Linked DNA regions of Mus musculus: region 2 is linked to region 1. The links are chromatin contacts, called in public Hi-C maps. All regions are on one chromosome and are shown on one strand. Each heading gives the region's core, a stretch centred on a gene start, on an enhancer-like site or on the middle of the called end of the contact. The rest is flanking DNA. Distances are from core to core; before and after follow the strand shown. Region 1 overlaps Slc29a4 (solute carrier family 29 (nucleoside transporters), member 4). Region 2 overlaps Tnrc18 (trinucleotide repeat containing 18).

What was found. Hi-C and Micro-C count contacts between places; a contact is called where the count stands out from the background.
Region 2: a contact with region 1 is called in a Hi-C map of the N1E-115 cell line, with 2.5 times the contacts expected there. The contact joins two enhancer-like sites. A contact is called at or near these places in 1 of 15 datasets of contacts at CTCF or cohesin (pro-B cells), 37 of 484 Hi-C or Micro-C datasets (the Ba/F3 cell line, DN2 thymocytes, the G1E-ER4 cell line and 20 more), 3 of 115 datasets of contacts at active chromatin or transcription factors (double positive thymocytes and embryonic stem cells) and 3 of 9 other capture datasets (adipose tissue, liver and pancreatic islet).

The regions. Positions count from the first base shown.
Region 1 is chr5:142,722,334-142,725,029 of GRCm38.p6, reverse strand. Slc29a4 (solute carrier family 29 (nucleoside transporters), member 4) reads right to left here. Exons shown (of 11, transcript NM_146257.2): 11 at 2,540-2,696. Tnrc18 (trinucleotide repeat containing 18) reads left to right here. Exons shown (of 28, transcript NM_001122730.3): 28 at 1-428. Among named protein-coding and RNA genes, the nearest start is that of Slc29a4, 22 kb to the right of the region's middle. Within about 2 kb of position 1,334, at least 26 of the 459 cell types and tissues checked have an H3K27ac peak or open chromatin away from gene starts, as enhancers often do. A contact at or near this core is called in the N1E-115 cell line and cerebral cortex, where this site is marked.
Region 2 is chr5:142,760,205-142,762,900 of GRCm38.p6, reverse strand. The region is part of intron 13 of Tnrc18 (trinucleotide repeat containing 18); the gene reads left to right. Among named protein-coding and RNA genes, the nearest start is that of Gm31365, 51 kb to the left of the region's middle. Within about 2 kb of position 1,385, at least 47 of the 459 cell types and tissues checked have an H3K27ac peak or open chromatin away from gene starts, as enhancers often do. A contact at or near this core is called in the N1E-115 cell line and cerebral cortex, where this site is marked.

The sequences.
Region 1 (2,696 bases), core at 85-2,584:
TTTTATTTCCTGTTAGATCGTGAATGTCTAGCACCGGCTTTATGCCTCTCCCCCACTCCCCTGTACCCGCACCCCTGCCCATGTGTACTGTATGTGCCCCCAAATGGATGAGAGATGGAAATAGAAAGAGGGGGCCCGAGCCCAGCCCCCAGCTCAGCCCGAAGCACTTAACCAGTCCCCCTGTGCCTGCCAGACCCCAGTGGGGTCCCCGGAGGCTTTGAGCAGACAATCTTGAAGGAAGGAAAAGCCAGATTTCGGTTTTGTTTTTTCTTTTCTTTTTGGGGTGGGGGTAATTACTGTTTCCTGATTTTTTTTTTTAAGTTTCTTTTGGAATTTTGTTTGTTGGCAAATTCTGTGTGATCTTTTTTCATAAAAAAAAAAAAAGGAAAGAAAAAGAGAAAAGAAAAAATTTAATTGGAAAAATACTATGTCTTTGGAGTGACTTATTTTGGGGTCCTGGAGTGAATGGTAGAATCGGTGTAGAGGATCCAGGCGGGGCTCCTGTTCTGGAGCACCCAAAGATGGAGAGAGGCTGGAACCACACAACACTGGTTGTCAGTGACAGGAGCCCCACGTGCCGGGGAGGGGGCGGCAAACTAGAGGGTACGGCCTGGAGCTGTTCTACTGGGCACAGAGATGAGTTTGGTCCAGCATTTCAGGAAGTTCTCGAAGCCAGAGTGATCTGTCTTGTTTAAAATTCAAGAGCAAGGGCCAGGAGAGATGATGGCTCAGGAGTTAGGAGTGCCTGCTGCCCTTGCAGAAGAACTGGGTTCAGTACCCAGCACCCACATGGCAGCTCACAACCATAAGTAACTCTAGTTCTAAGGATGTGACGCCCTCTTCTGACCAGGTTTCATGTGGTGCATATACATGCAGGCAAAACACATAACTCTAAAACCTTCTCAGAGCTACAGGTTTTTAGGAAGATGCCTGCCTGAGTCCCATAACCATAAAACAAGCAAGCAGGCATGGCTGTGCCCTGGCCCCCCGAGCCCCCCCTCCCCCGGGAGCCCAGTGCTGAGTATGCCAGTCCAGCCAAACAGCAAGCCCCTGGTCAGTGAAAACATGTCACAGAGTGGGTGGTGCATGAGGGTTGACACCTCAGGATGCCTGCTAGCCTCCACATCCAGGTAAACATAGGGGTCCAACCCACATGTGGAAGGGTCAGGGTCACACACCCGTGTCTGGGTGGGGAATAGTTCTGGGGCCTGTGGAAGCTAGATTGGAGGACTGGCCAGCCAGAAGTGTAAATCTGCACGGATAGACAGGGTGGGGGTGGCAACTAGTGGTAACGTGGGAAGGCGGGGCTAGAGGTTGCAAGGAAGTAGGTGGTGAGTGGGAAGAGTCACATTGTTGCCATCTAGCGTCCACCTGTGGTATTACCACAGCCTTGGTCTGGGACCCTCAAGGGTTGCAAAGCAAGTCTCTGAGGCTACAGGACTTTCAAGTCCCCATTTTCCAATTCCATTCTTTGGGGATGCATAACAGGGAAAGGATGCCTCTGGACCTGGGGAGGTGGCTCAGTGAGTTACAGCATTGGCTATACAAGCAGGAGGACTGAGTTTGAATCCACAGAACTCTTCTAGAAATTAGTATGGCTAGCGGGGCTGGTAACAGGTGGATTCCAGGGGCTCACTGGCCAGCCAGTCTAACCTAAATGTTGGGGGACAGGTTAGGTGAGACAAGATGGTGTAGTGATAATGGACATTGGTTGTCTTCTTGCTTCTGTGCACACAAGCGCACACCGCACACACATGCACACACACAGCAACACCACACAGGGAGAGAGAGAATATGTCTCTAAATTGTCACCAGACACGCATGCGCATGTGCACACACACAGACAGAGAGAGAGAGAGAGAGAGAGAGAGAGAGGAGAAGAGAGAGGGGAGGGGAGGGGAGAGGAGAGAAAGAGAAGAGGAGGGGAGGGGAGGGGAGGAGAGAGGAGAGGGGAAGGGAGGGGAGGGGAGGAGAGGGGAGAGAGAGGAGAGGAGAAAAGAGAAGAGAAGAGAAAAGAGGGAAGGGGAGGGGAGAGAAAGAGAGGAGGGGAGGGGAGGGGAGAGGAGAGAAGAGAAGAGAAGAGAAGAGAAGAGAAGAGAAGAGAAGAGAAGAGAAGAGAAGAGAAGAGAAGAGAAGAGAGAAGAGAAGATGTCTCTAAATTGTCACCAGAACTGGGGACTGTAACCGGGAAGAATTCATTACTGGCTTTGAGCAGCCTGACTCCCAGACCCAGAGGGGGTAGAGCCAGGACCAGCACACTCCCCGTTTTGAGCTCTTCCTCCTGTGAGCCAGATGTAGAAATCCATATCTTTTCCTGTCCTCACAGAGGCAGCGGTTGCTAAGGCCCGTGCAAGCCCCAGGTGCTCAGCACTAGGCAATCATCAGTTCTAAAAACACCTAGCTCAGGACAGGTGGGACCACAAGTGTCTCAGCATTGTGGGGAAGACACCCCATCAGGGCCCCATTTTAATCTCCCCACCCTACCCAGTGGCTCACTTCCCAGCCCTCCCCCCACAAACACTTCCTCAGGACAGCGGTGGGCAGTCTCTGCCATATTTAATGGCCAGTGCGGTAGTCAGAGAACACACAGGTAGACAGGACACAGCAGGGACTGGTACAGGGTGGTCACGGCTGGGGCCACTGTGTGGAGAGGCAAGTGTCCCGGCTCAGCAAAAGCTCTCTTTGGCAGGAGGTCC
Region 2 (2,696 bases), core at 136-2,635, 38 kb before region 1:
TTCTCCATGGGGGTCTCTTGAGCCCTGCTTCTGTAGAGAACTGGTTAGAGTTAGCTTCCTCACTGCTGGGAGAAAAAGAAGGCCCAAGGAAGATCAAGGACCTGGCAAAGGAACAGGGGGAGGAGGTAGGGCTAAAAGCTACATCATCGGGTTGTGTGCGCTGAGACTTCTGCTTCGGCAGGCGGGAGGTTAGAGCACACGTGCGTAACCAAATAGCGGTAGCTCCGTTGTTTAGCAGTGTAATTGTTTAATGAGCACCTTGCTGTTGCACTTGGGCTCGATGCCATTGTGATTCAGGCTGACTTCTGCAGGGGTAATTTCTCATCGCTACAGAGCCTTGAGACTGTGTGCTCACGGACCGTGATTCTGAATGCTAATGTTCTGCCTCGTGAAGCCTTGTGGGAAGGGGATCTTTTGATTGATTTTTGTCATCAGAGGGGAAATGTCACGTAAAAGGACTGGATGGGGGAGGTAGTCAGTTTGGGGGCTACGGAGAGGCTCAGTGGGTAAACCATTTGATGTTCAAGTATAATAACTGGAGTTACTATAAGCACTGGTGGGTGTGGGGGTTGATCTGTGATTCCTCATCTTAGGAGGTTGGCTCCTGAGAGCAGGCAGGACAGCTGGCTCCGGATCTTGTTCTAGCTTGAATGAGAAACCCCGCCTCAGTGTATAAGGTAGAGAGAGGGAAGGAGGAATATACCCACTGGTACTCTCCTCTCTGCCTGCGTGCATTCAATGCATGTATGTCCCCTGCGTGCGCATGCATGTGCACATGTACGCACCCCCCCCACACACACACCATACATATATACAAAAAAATAAAATTAAACTAAAAAAGATATCAGGTCATGGTGGAGTGTGCAGGTCCAGCCTGGTCTACATAACAAGTTCAGCCAGGGCTTCCTAGTGAGACCCTCTTTCAGAAAAATAAAATCTTAAATAAATCAGAGTGTAAGATAAAGGCATAAAAAGATTGCTGGTTTTTGTACACCAGGATCTCTTTTCTTCTCAGGTCATGGTGAGAGACGCTTTTGTTAATTATCTCAACAACACCATCCCAGCCTCTCCCCTGCCTCCTGCAATCGCTGCCTGATTAAAGATACAGAGCTAGCGCACAGAAATGGCAGAGCGTTAATGCCTTTGAAACTGCACATTTCATTTCAACAAATGACTACCGTTGGCGATAAACGTGCAAGGAGAAATTTAATCTGTGAAATCTCTAATCATTCTCCCTGGTCCAGGCATCCAAGGCACACTCCGGGCGGGCGTTTTCTTGGCAGCTCTGACCTGTTCAGTTGGACAGGCTGGTCCCGACTGAGCAGCAGCCTCCGGCAGCTGCCGTGGGAAGCGGAGACGGAAAGCAGATCTGCCCCACTCTGGGCTGTTTCCAGCCCTGGCTGGTTCATCCAGCTACCTTCTCCAACCCATCTGTAGCCTGCTTCTTCAGAGTTCTATAGGCACTGTCAGGCAGGGCTGTGGAAAGCCAGGATGGGAAGGCGGGTGCCAGCCAGGATTGTTGCCATGGCAACAGCTTTTAATAAGTGATTACTAGGCCAGGCATCTTTAAAACCTTTAAATTTTATGTGTATGGGTGTTCACTTGCATGTATGCCTGTGTACCACGTGTGTTCACGGCCCGTGGAGACCAGAAGAGGGTGTCATCTCCTGGAACTAGAGTCATAGATGGTTGTGAGCCACCTTGCGGGCGCTAGGAATCGAACGTGGGACCTCTTGAAGAGCAGCCAGTGCTCTTAACCATGTAGTTATTTTTCCAGACCCCAGACAAGGCATTTCTAGTAAGTGCTTTTATTTATTTTATTTGTGGTTTTTTTTTCGAGACAAGGTTTCTTTGTATATCCCTGGCTGTCCTGGAACTTACTTTGTAGACCAGGCTGGCCTCAAACTCAGAAATCCGCCTGCCTCTGCCTCCCGAGTGCTGGGATCAAAGGCGTGCACCACCACGCCCGGCTGTATTTGTGTTTTAAAAAGACTTATTTCTGTTATCTATAAATTAGTGCATCCTATGGGAGTGTCATGTCCCCTGAAGCTGGAGTTACAGGGGGCTGTGTGTTGGGAACTGAGCTTGGGTCCTTTGCAAAAAGATTACAGGATCTTAATCTCTGCACCATCTAACTCCTCACTTTGTTTATTTGTGTGGGGGATGGTGGTGCAGTCGTGGGTGTGGGTATGAGTGTGGGCATATGTGGGTGTATGGGGCCTGTGTGGGTGTGTGGGTATGGGTGTATATGGGTGGGTGAATGCGGGTATAGTAGGTGTGTATGGGCATGTGGGGGTGTGAGCGTATATGGATGTGTGTGGATGTGGCAGTGTGTTGTGAGTGGGTGGGTGTATATGGGTGTGTGTGTGTAGGTAGGTAGGTATGGGCATATGTGGGTGGGTGTGGGTGTGTATGGGCATGTGTGAGTGGGTGGGTATATGTGTTGGGGATGTATGGGTGTGTTCATGTATGCATGTGTGTCAGGTACCCTCAGAAGTCAGAGTCTGTTTTCTCCATTATCTGGGTCCTAGGGAATTGAACTCGGGTCATCAGGCATGGTGACCAGTACCTTCAACCTGCTGAGCCGTCTCACTGGCCCTAATACCTGTTACATGGACCTTACTTCCCTGGTTGTCTATCTTCACGATGGCCTCGTGATGCTCAGACACAGCCCCATTTTAGATGGAAGGGCTGAG